2 separate regions of the Danio rerio genome follow, and region 2 is linked to region 1. The links are chromatin contacts, called in public HiChIP or PLAC-seq maps. All regions are on one chromosome and are shown on one strand. The core of a region is the stretch at or near the end of the contact, and the rest is flanking DNA. Distances in the headings are between cores, read along the strand shown.

Region 1 (5,916 bases), core at 1,908-4,407:
TTACAAATTTTGCTGTGAATTAGATTATACATCTGTATAGTTACATGATAATCACCCTAAACTACAATCTAAGGCATCGTTACAATTAAGTTAAAGTTGCTGATTAATACGGTTTCTAAAACTGTTGTGCTGCTTTTTGTCAGCTGGCTCTTTATGGCTCACTTTTCTGCTGAGAACTTCATAGAAGTTTGTATACTTGTTAGTTTGAATATAGCCAAGCGATTATTGCTGAGTATTTGAATGGGAATTTTGTGAGATTTTGAGACCCACAAAAACCTGCTTTCCAAACCTTCTTCTGATAACCCCCTACTCCACCTCACACCTCTCAACTGCTGTATTTTGGCTAAAGACGGGTTAACCGGACAAATCCGTTTCACTCATATTCATAGTTGTCCAATCCAAACCCCCCCTTCTCTCTTTTACACTATCAAACTCCTTTTTTTCTCCTTGGCCATGCTGATGTCCATTTTGCTTAAATCGGTAGAACTGCACCAGCAGCTAACTCCCAATATGCAAAGGCACAATGAAAGCCCTGACTTCAAAAATTTATGTCTCAAGCCCTCGGCCACATCCACACCCACCCACCTCCGCTCACTGAATGGACGATGGCAGATCTTCTTAAATGTGGCATTTTCAAAGCGGACTGCTTAGCTTGGACTTTGAGGTCCACTCGTGCTTATTTGATAAAACCCCCATAATGACTTAGCGCACCTTCAACTTCAAATACCTTGATATGATTTGTCCCGTCCTCTTAGGCTCCTTTTCTTTTTTCCCCTCCGTTGGCAGATTTGAGCCTCAAGCGTGTCTGTATTTCACTCATTGGCACCTGGAAAGGAAGTCTTAGCATGTTACGTAAAGTTAGAAAAGGCCTCAGTCGTATAGTGAGAAGTTATTTATGCAGCAGATTTTATTCTGATATTGATATAAGCACTTTGAAATCATGCTAAGTGGCAGTGATTGTTACATCAGTAACCTTTAAAGGGGTAATACAGTAAAAAAAATATCCAAATTCTGTCTTCATTTACTCACCCTCCACTTGTTCCAAACCTGTTTGAGCTTATTCTTATTTTGAAGAATGTTGAAACCCAAGAGCAATTGAATTCAATAGTACTTTTTGCCTACTATAGATGTCAAAGGGCACCACCTTTCAGCATTATTCAAAATATCTCCTTTTGTGTGTTTAAGAAAGAAACTCACCACACTCTAGGTGAGTAAATGAAGAGTGCATTTTTTTTTTTTTTTTGGTGAAATTTTCATTTAATGTTACAAAAACCTTTTTGTACAAAAAAATGTTCTTTAGAGTGGACAATTTGTTCTTTAAATTATGAAAATGTTCTTCTAACTAAGAAAAAACGATCCTTTTAACAACTTTTCACTGATGAGATCACCTTGAAAACCTTTTTTGGTTCTTTCTAGCACCTTTATCTGAAAGATTGTTGGTTTAAACTGGTCAGTTTTATGCATTAGGTGATGGTTATTTAATGAAGGATTGCTGAATAGGTCTCTTTCTCTCTTATTTTAACAATGCGCTAGTGATCTATATTCCTTACTCTGCGATAAGGAGCTCGTGTTAGACTGACCCTCATCTTCTGGTACTTCTTTCAGCGCGCGACCGGCTCCTCTGATTAAGACATATGCTATGGTGATGAAGGCGCGCGCTGCGTGGGGCTTAATTATTTGTCGATCCGCGCAGATGAGTCGAGATGCAATTAGAGGTTAATTGCGAAAGAAATCCGGAGCGTGGCTGGCACTGGCGAGGCGGATCATAATTAACTCACCCGCACAAATTGCGCATTTTTCCCTATCCGGCGGAAATGTGGATTGATTTTATTGCTGGATCACGCGTTATTGAGTTCATCACCGCCTATAGGTCATAAGCGGGGAGGAAAGTTGCGTGTGTGTTATCCTATCAGATCAATACACTGAATGACTGTCACGGCGCATCGAGGAAATATGCAGTTTAATAGATAATTATCTAATCAATTAAACTTTAAACGGTCTGTCCAATCACACTAGAGATTTCTTTTCACCCCAAACAATTATCGTCATGTCATAACTCCTGAATTTCCAACGATAGGACGTTTTGATAAAAAATAATTGAATCAATATTTAAATGTTAATGAACATTTGTTGTGAAATGGAATGTGATGCTGCGTTATTGTTAAATTATACTTATATTAATGTATTTTGCAAAGAAGAAAAGAGGAGCACGTGTAGTTGCTGGCAAAATTCCAAACGTATTTTATAACTCCATAAGAGGTTTTAAAAACCTTTCCCTCCACTTTAAAGAGCATTTTGTGAAAATGAAAAGGATCTGTGGATACTAAGTTTTTTACTCTTAAAAATAAAAGTGTTTTATTGTTGTTTCATGAAGAACATCTGTGGGACCTTTCCATTCCATATAAGGTTAGATTGTTATTAAAATGTTCCCCACACTAAATGAACTTCATTTTTAATACTTTGGCTTTTTTGTGAAAAGTTAAAGCATATGTTTAAACTATAGTTTCACCATTTAAATTTATCATCTCATTTAAAACTTTTCTTTAAAGAACTGTTCATTGAAATGTTCTATGGGAACCAAAATTTGATAATCCATGCATGCAGTCCAAAAAATATATATTTTTCAGTACATTTTGAGCAAGTAAAGCATTTGACGAATGAATAGTCGATTTTATATAGCAAGTATTTCAGTGAGCAGTTCTTAAAAGTAAGTTTTCTCTTGACCTTTTTGTTTAAAATACCATTTCCCTACTATGAAGGGTGTGTAATGGAAAAGGTTCCACTCTGAAAGTAAAAATGTTCTTTATTGGCATTGATGGCTACATGAAGAACCTTTAACATCATGCCCAACATACGAAAAAAAATATCTAAAAATATAAAAGGATCTTATAATAACTTTTCATTGGGAACCTAAAATGTCCTGCAGGTATTCTTTTAGAACACCTAGTATATTATAAAATGCATAGGCTATTATACAAAATATAGATCACCACTATTATTTATTACATTGTACAATGAGCTGTATTCATCTGTTTTTACCGAGCACAGAGTTACATATAACGTTTAAGAAGTGTTTGCTCTTTTCTAGATAAACATTTTCTAAGTAAGACAAGCTGGGCTATTCCCTTTCCTCGCGTTCACCTTCCACGTCGCTAGGGGGCGGGAGGAACACCTGTTTCAGCGCGCTGTCAGCTGCTGCGCGCTCGCCTCAGCTGCCACAGAGAGGCGTTGCTCTCAGAATATGCATGCCTACTGCTGGGCTTTCTCCTATTGGTCCGTCCCGTTGTCTGGGTGGGACGCTCAGATGGGCCATGTGTATAAAGTGGTACATTGCCCCTTTCAGTGCTCCAGTGATACTGCGTGTCAGCGGTGGACAACAGTGCAAAAATAAGTTCAAGCCGTAAACTGTGACAGCAGTCTATAACTTTAAATCTGTCCACGGAGAGAAGTAAACTGAGCCAGAATTGCGCATTGTTCGCCGGGCTGTGTTGGAGGCACGTCCCACCAGAGGATCTTACGGAGATTTGTCAGACACACACACATATTGTTGCGGTCCACTTCTGCTGCCGGTTGTGCCAAAAGCATCATTCCTTTGGACTTTGAGGTAAAGTCTGACGTGTTCTGAACTTGATGCACGCGCGTTGTGTGTCGGACTTTTCTCGACATGTGAAGAAAGTTCATGGACGATTAAAGTTGCCAGCAGTTAGAAGGAACTAAACCGCAGAGGTGAAGAAGGATATTTGAAGTCTCGTTGCTCTAAGGACGATTTCTCTGCAACCACACGTGTGCTTTACCACAGCGAAGTGAGGACGAGTAAGGTTGGTGGTTTTGAATTCACGAGTCTCAAGTTTCTGCCACCCTGGCCAGTGATATTAACGCGTGAATTTGACCTGGGATAAGTTGTCAACACGAGGCAAAGTGGCAGGTGTATAAGTACATTTAAATGCATGGGCATATGTTTTTCTATAAATAGAAGCTCGTGCCAATGTATTAGACCCTGGCCTGTCATCTTAACTAGTCGTCTTCATCATAATCCCAGTGAAACACGCGTGACGCTTTGGCTGTTAGGGTAGGTGTCGTCGCATGGACTGACATGGCCACCGATCTCGCCATGAGCGCAGAATTGCCCAACAGCCCTCTGGCTATTGAGTATGTCAACGACTTCGACCTCATGAAGTTTGAGATCAAGAAAGAGCCCCCGGAGGCTGACCGCTATTGCCACCGTCTTCCCCCGGGCTCACTGTCCTCCACCCCAATCAGCACACCCTGCTCATCGGTGCCTTCCTCGCCCAGCTTCTGCGCCCCCAGCCCTGGATCGCAGCCTGGCCAGAACCTCGTAAACGGCGTCAACAACAATAACAACAACAGTGGCAACGGTAACAACAACACCCAAGGCTCCTCGGGCAAACCGCAGATGGAAGATCTCTACTGGATTCCCAATTATCAGCATCACATCAGTCCAGAGGCCCTCAACCTGACGCCCGAGGACGCAGTGGAAGCGCTCATCGGTAACGCGCACCACCACCACCATCATCATCACCACCAGCCCTACGAGGGATTCCGCGGGCAGCAGTATGTGGGAGAAGATCTCTCTGCAGCCACGAACGGTCACCACCATCCGGTGCACCACCACCATCATCACCACGGCCACCACGCACACGCGCGCCTTGAGGACCGCTTCTCGGACGAGCAGCTGGTGAGCATGACAGTGCGAGAGCTCAACCGGCAACTTAGAGGCTTCAGCAAAGAAGAGGTGATCCGTCTCAAGCAGAAAAGGCGAACCCTGAAGAACCGCGGCTACGCGCAGTCGTGCCGCTACAAGCGCGTGCAGCAGCGCCACATGCTCGAGAGCGAAAAGTGCACGCTTCAAAGCCAAGTGGAGCAACTCAAGCAAGACGTGGCGCGCCTGATCAAAGAGCGGGACCTGTACAAGGAGAAGTACGAGAAGCTCGCGAGCCGAGCCTTTAACGGCGGCGGCAACACTCGGGACCCGTCCAGCGGCAATCACGTTAAAACCACTTCCACGGATTTCTTCATGTGAGAGTGATTCTTGTTAAAGACTTTTCCCCTCACCAACGTATTTGTTTTTTATGATTTTCAGTGTAAATTTTAATTTGAGTTGTTTTTATACACACTCAGAGGTTCACTTTAGAACATACACTCTTTTAAATAAAAGTTGTGCGGTCTGATGCAAATGCAGAACATATTTTTATTTTGTTCAGGATCTTTAAAAAGAACTAAGATAACCAATAGAAATCTGGGGAGCCCATATAGTCAAAGCCAAACCTTTTCTTCCTAAAAGTGCCACCCACTTTTATAGCCGCTGAAGTTATTGATTAGAAGTTATTTGTTGAACTTTAAGTGCTGAAAAGAAACTGCATAAACGTTATTTATGAGAGTGTATAACCTAACATTACAGCGCCATATTTAAAAATCTTCACTTCTTTTGTATGTACCTACTGCACCATAAAAGTCTTAAGGTTAGTGTAATGTTAGGATTATATTCCACAAATACTGCACGGACCCTTTTACTTCATAAAACCTCCGATCAAAATATGGGATCATTCATAACCTCCAGACACATCAATTTTGGATTTTGTCTTTTTTTTTGTTTGTTTGTTTTAGTAATAGGTTAACAGCAAACCCCGACTTGTTTGTGTCAGAGACATAAAATCGCCTCCTTAATCTTTTTTTTTTATTTAATTTTTTTTGTCTTAACGGATTGACTAGTCTTAATGGCGATGAGGAAAAAAAACTGGAACGAAATGGACTTCTGATGGAGCGATGATAGCATTAAAACATAAGCCAGAAAGGGAGATAGCAATACATCATTGACTTTTCTCAGTTATGAACTGAGGTTGAGGGGACTTGTGAACTTTGAGGGCCCTCAAGCATTGCTCAAGTCTGCATTACCCC
Region 2 (5,664 bases), core at 2,095-4,594, 130 kb before region 1:
TGTGTGTTCATGACTTTGTGTTTCAAAGACGAAAAAAGTCTGGAGTGTTTGGAAAGACATTAAGGTGAGTAAATTATGACAGAATTTCTATTTTGGGGTAAACTAACCCTTTAAATAGTGTTTAAAACTAAGTGTCTTGTGTTCAATGAAATTAGATGTTAATATCAGCTGCAATGATTAATTCTGACCTGAACAGGGCAGAGTCCATATAACAAGAGTTGCAGTGACCCTGAATGCCCTTGTTCTGGCCTATCAATCGCTGTGACACATCTTCTGTTCTAATAGGAGGTACATTTTCTACTTCCACAGACACCCCATCATGATCTGTTAATAGAGAATACAAAAAGACACACAAGTTCCATTGCAGTATGTAATGGATGACTGGCCTTTCACTTTCTACTACTCATTGACACATTGTCTCCATAGATAAATGCTTACTACATAAACATGTCTTACCAATGTATCCATTAGATTTGTTCTCATTTGCACCAGAGACAGAATCATCAGGCCGACAAACTGACAGTTTCACAAATAAACCACTTTTAGGATCACAGTCAAAGTACTGTTTTCCTTTATATTTTCCATCACACACTCCACTGCCTGTCACCTAATACAAAATACATACATTTCACTTTTTAAAAGGAATTTAACTATTTGATTATTTAAAAACTTTAAGATTTCTTTAGGAAAGATGACAACAGTTGAATTAGTGAATAGAGAATTTACCACTTCCAGCCCAGCACTCTTCTCAGAAAAATCAGGTAGATATCCAATCCAGCGGACAATTCCAAGTTTATTGCCCATATACTGCACTAGGGAGCCAACCGAGATTCCTTCTGAATCAGAAGCGCTGTCCATCTCTTGGTTCTGTGAAGTGTCCATTTTTTCATCTAGTCATATTTTTATATAGAAAAACAGCAATTATTGTTGTATAGTATTCTTTACTGTTAATGTACACAAAAAATGCAATTACACAACATATGGATTACCAGTATTTAACAACTCCTCTTTCATTATGCAATCCAGTGGGACCAATATCTCTCCACCTTGTTTGCCCTCTTCATCTTTATCCTGAAAAAAGAAGCATTTTTAGTAAACCATTCTTGCTTTCTGTACCATTATACAAAAGCTCATCTTACAGTATGATCAATTTAGCAAGAGCTGACCAGAAATTAGAACAATTTTATTGTGCTGTGAGATTTCCATAATAAGATTAATAAAGTACTGTGTATATCCAAATCTAAAAACTTGTCCACACCAAGAACAACTATTATCACTACTCTGATAACTATGTTAGCCTCCACACCAACACTCAGTATTGTTCAATTTATTATAAGCAAATACTTTGCTTATGTGTGTCAATTCATATGTTTGATGCCCTATAAAAATAAATAAATGCTGATTGGCTGTCAATGCTTTACTGTTCAGCAACTGACAAAAAATGTGCCTAGAAGTGATTAGGCACGATATTTTTCCTTAAACTTGTTAGAATAAAAACAATTCTTAAACATTAACTTATTATTTAACATATAGCTATTAATATTAATAGTTATTCTATGATTAACCTTTATAAGAACATTCAGATTAAATCTTTCATTTTTTGACTTTGTATGATCATACCAGCCTAGTTTTGGTTTTGTCTTAGCATCTAGGCAAAGTATTACAAAAAGTTCACCCCCTCAAAATATGCTGTCATTATTAACTTAACCTCACTATTTGATTCATTCATCTACTTAACAAAGTAATCAAACAGTCTTAGAACCACAATTGATTTTGGGGTTAATTATTAGTTTGAGTCACTCTAACAAAGAGTCAATACTCACAGTAGATATGAGAACCATTTTACCATCTTGCATGTCCTTTATATCCATAACCATGCCATGGTGAGGATTATTGTCAAAGAAATAGATTACTCTGTCTCCAACATCAAGAGGCTCACTTGATGTCATGGACAAGAGAGGTGGAGTTGATAGGGGTGGTGCTGAAGGCTTATGATCTATTGGTGTGATTCTTGTAAAAGGTGCAAATATTCCTGAGTTTTTGGAACATTTAAAGTATGTTTTGCCATAGTAGGAGCCATCATTTTGCCCCTTTCCTTTGTCGCCACCCTAAAAAAACAGAAGAGAAAAGAGCATTTCATTAAAACAAAAACTTTTTTTTTTTTTGCATTGCTACGAATTGTTCTCTATTCAACATTACAGAGACACACTTTCTCTTACACGAACAACTCACCTGTAGTTCCACCCCAAAGAATGTTCCTGCTAAAGGATTAATGCTGTAATCCGTAATACTGCCAATGTATCGAATTATACCTTTGAGTTGTTTCCCATTGTATTCCACATAAACCTGATCGTCTGTAGTCAGATTTGAGGCCTCCTGTAAAACCTTTTTATCTTTCAGTGCCAAAAGTCGGTCTTCATTAGGTTCAAGAGCCAGCAGTAATTCTGCTTCCCTGATGCTCAATGGCATCAGAAGAACTTTATCAAGGTCGGTTTCAAGTAAGCTACCCATACGAACTACAGGTAAAGTGTCTGTAGCCTTTCTTTTTAGCCTGGACTCATACTGTTGTTTATCTATGTAGCATATTTCACCAGCATCAATGAAGCTATTTGGTGAAGGAGGCTTCGCAGTGATAATGAAGTATATCTTCTTGTTGGCTGCGGCCATTTCTCAAAAGTGTCACTTGGAAAACTGAAGTATAACAAGCTTTCAGGTTGACAGCAGTGTTTCCAGCGTGGGCAAAATGTTCATTTATTTGCTCATTTCCTCTGAGCAATGCATGTTACTCTTGTCATTCAAATAATTCCAAAAAAACTAAGCGATTCATACAACTGCATTATTAGATGTAGGTGATAGTTTCTAGACACCCTGTAAAAATAGAAACAGTCAATCGTTAGTTTGCTACAAACTTCAAAAAAACTTTTTAATAATAAATAAGCACTTCAAAGTGACAATATAAAATAATAATTTAATTTTAAAATTACATTTCAATTTTATATTTAAACTTCACAAACATTTGAAGAGTTTATGCTCATTACTTACCGATGTCAATACTTTCGATTTCTGTTAAAAAAGTAAACTCAGCAGAACTCTAGCAGAACTATTCGTCTTTCTCTACATACGTTGTGTACTACGATTAAACGTTTACTAGAATTTAAAGAGATTGTCAGAAGTATATAATGGTGTTCTAAATAAAACTACCCCTGACATTCTGTGCTGTCGATGTTTTGTAAAGATAGGGGAAGTGTTTTTGAGCAAAACCAAAAGTAAAGAGTCATGTTGAGAGCCGTGTTGTGATTGGATGTTGGTTGTATACGTCATCACAGCCGGCGTCGCGGTTTTTATGACGGTCGTGTTTTGGTGTGAAGATGGCTGAACGTGAAGCGCTTAAGAGAGAAATAGAGGAGCTGCAAAGTAAGAGTGATTTCGTCATTTAATATGTTGAATTTATATCGTAATTCGACAATTGTTTTAGCCTTTTTCGAACCCTCTGCTGGTTTTTAGTTAACGTTACTCTTACCTTTTGAATTAACTGTTCAGTTACAACGTGGCTGACTTAACGGTTATTCCCTGAAGCTAAGATAACACTGCCCACAGTAACACCTTTCAATGTGGTTATGTGTTTGTAGTCTCTGTAATACATGTAATATCATGTATTTACGTTATTAGTAAAACTGTTGTTATACATAACGTCATCAGGTCAATAAACCAAGAAACTTGGTCACTTAAGTTAGAACTTTAATAAACAAGATATTTTTTTAAAGGTTACATTAACAAGACCCTATGCTAGAATGTCAATGAAAGTGATAGAATTGTATGGGTGTTTCTGCTTAATAATTTTTTATTAACTTAGTTTAAGATTATGCTGTTGTTTGTTTTCCTGACATGCTGTCACATGTGTTTTCTTGGAAGCTAATGAATGTGTAACTCATATTAAGTGATTTTGACTATTGTGTAACTTTTAAACCATGATTGTGTACATTGTCTGTGACATTATGACGGATAGACATGTTTAATGGCATAATGACCAGCAATTATGTATTTAAGTTCAGATTTTCGCACTGGATTTTTAGGGGATAAAGTAAAACTTAAATAAAACAAATACAAAAGGGTAAATAGCGAGTAATTAGTTAAAATGATAAAACAACACCATGGAAAAATATATATTTATATTTAGGTCAATAAATAAATTGGTATAATAACAAATAAATATAGGAATAAAAACCCATTATGCAATAATTATATAAAATAATACAAAATATGATTGCATACAGTTGATTGGTTCAAAATGATAATCAAAAGTTGATTATCAAAAATGATTAGAAGATTTAAACGAATACAAATTTATGTAATGATTTACCAAAAATTGTTCTCACAAGAGAGGATTTTAACAGGTTTCTTTGTAGAAATCCAATTTAAGGAAAATATTGTACATTACAGAATCTCAGAAAATCAAAAATCTAATGTGAATTATTCCATCTTATTAACTTTTTTACATAATCTGCTGTAATTTCACACACTTCCTCATGACTTTTGCAGACCTCATTAATGACTATAAAAGTACCCATGGTGACGTTCCATCAAGCGCTGGCCAATGGGGTCATCCCAGACGTGGTTTAAGGAGTGGCCAGGGCCAAGGTCGAGGTCATGCCGCACACTACACACAATCATATTCATCATTGCCACATATGGCTCATTCTTCTGGCAGCTGGAGGAAAACATACTCGCTTAACAACAAGACCAACAGGGCATCTGGGAGTCATGTATTCCATTCAGCTGTAAGCCATCCTTCTCTCCACATTAGCACATCTGGAGCAACTGCCACTGGGAGTAATGATGGACTTATTGGGAGCAACAGTGTTTCATTTAAAAAGCAGCAACCTAAACAAACCAAGGAAAAACCTGTACCATCTTCACACGGTGTTCAGTGTGACACTTCAAAAGAGAAGAAAAGTGAAGAGAGCACAAAAACGACAATGCTTTTGTCTGCAACAGAAAAAGTTCATCATGGCTGTTCCTCTACCAATGAAACAACTGACTCGACTTCATCATCGGGGTCTGAAAGAAAGATAAAACCCACTTTAAAATCATCAGCAGTGAACAATCCCTCTATTCCTTCAACTGTCAAAGCTGCAGCTCAGCTTCAAGTCAAACCACACCTCCCCCCTTCATCCTCATCCAATAGGACTGTTGTAATCCCATCTGCCAAAAAAGATTCTACTACGGCTTCTTCTGCCTCTAACCTTCAGTCTCAGGCTACAGTGAGTCCAGCAAAGCCCCAGGTAAAGCTAGACTCAACTCAGACACATGCAGCCTCACCATGCCATAAGAGATCTCAGTTTACTTGGGTAAAAAGCCAAGAAACGGTAAACATAAACAGCACACCTAAGCCACTAACCTCAGGATCTTCTCCTGGGATGATTTTCACCAGACGAGCCTCCAGCTCTAGTAAGAGGGTGTCTCGCAAGCCTAATAATTCCCCCGGAGCTCCTAAGACCTCAAAGTACACTTGGGTGTCTTCATCTTGCTCTTTGTCAACAGCTGGGAAAGCAAACCCTTCAGTGAAATTGCCACGCAAACCGCTTTCGCCAAAATCTCTTAAAGCCCCTGTAAGAACTTTTCAAGGTGGAATGGAGGGAATCAAGAAAGAAAAGAAGTATACCA

The links. HiChIP or PLAC-seq counts read pairs in DNA pulled down with a chosen protein or histone mark.
Region 2: an H3K4me3 HiChIP or PLAC-seq map of embryo shows a contact between it and region 1, with 2.6 times the contacts expected there. The contact joins the promoter of zc3h3 here to the promoter of mafaa in region 1. A contact is called at or near these places in 1 of 18 Hi-C or Micro-C datasets (an unstated tissue) and 1 of 4 datasets of contacts at active chromatin or transcription factors (embryo).

Annotation. Positions count from the first base shown.
Region 1 is chr6:35,221,995-35,227,910 of GRCz12tu, reverse strand. It overlaps mafaa (MAF bZIP transcription factor Aa), which reads left to right and starts at 3,157. Exons shown (of 1, transcript NM_001082940.2): 1 at 3,157-5,916. The coding sequence starts at 4,094. The coding sequence ends at 5,041.
Region 2 is chr6:35,353,193-35,358,856 of GRCz12tu, reverse strand. zc3h3 (zinc finger CCCH-type containing 3) reads left to right here and starts at 3,344. Exons shown (of 12, transcript XM_684588.6): 1 at 3,344-3,414; 2 at 4,540-5,664. The coding sequence starts at 3,369. cyldl (cylindromatosis (turban tumor syndrome), like) reads right to left here and starts at 3,246. Exons shown (of 15, transcript XM_003198803.5): 1 at 3,043-3,246; 2 at 2,233-2,868; 3 at 1,824-2,108; 4 at 990-1,071; 5 at 727-890; 6 at 457-607; 7 at 189-324. The coding sequence starts at 2,667.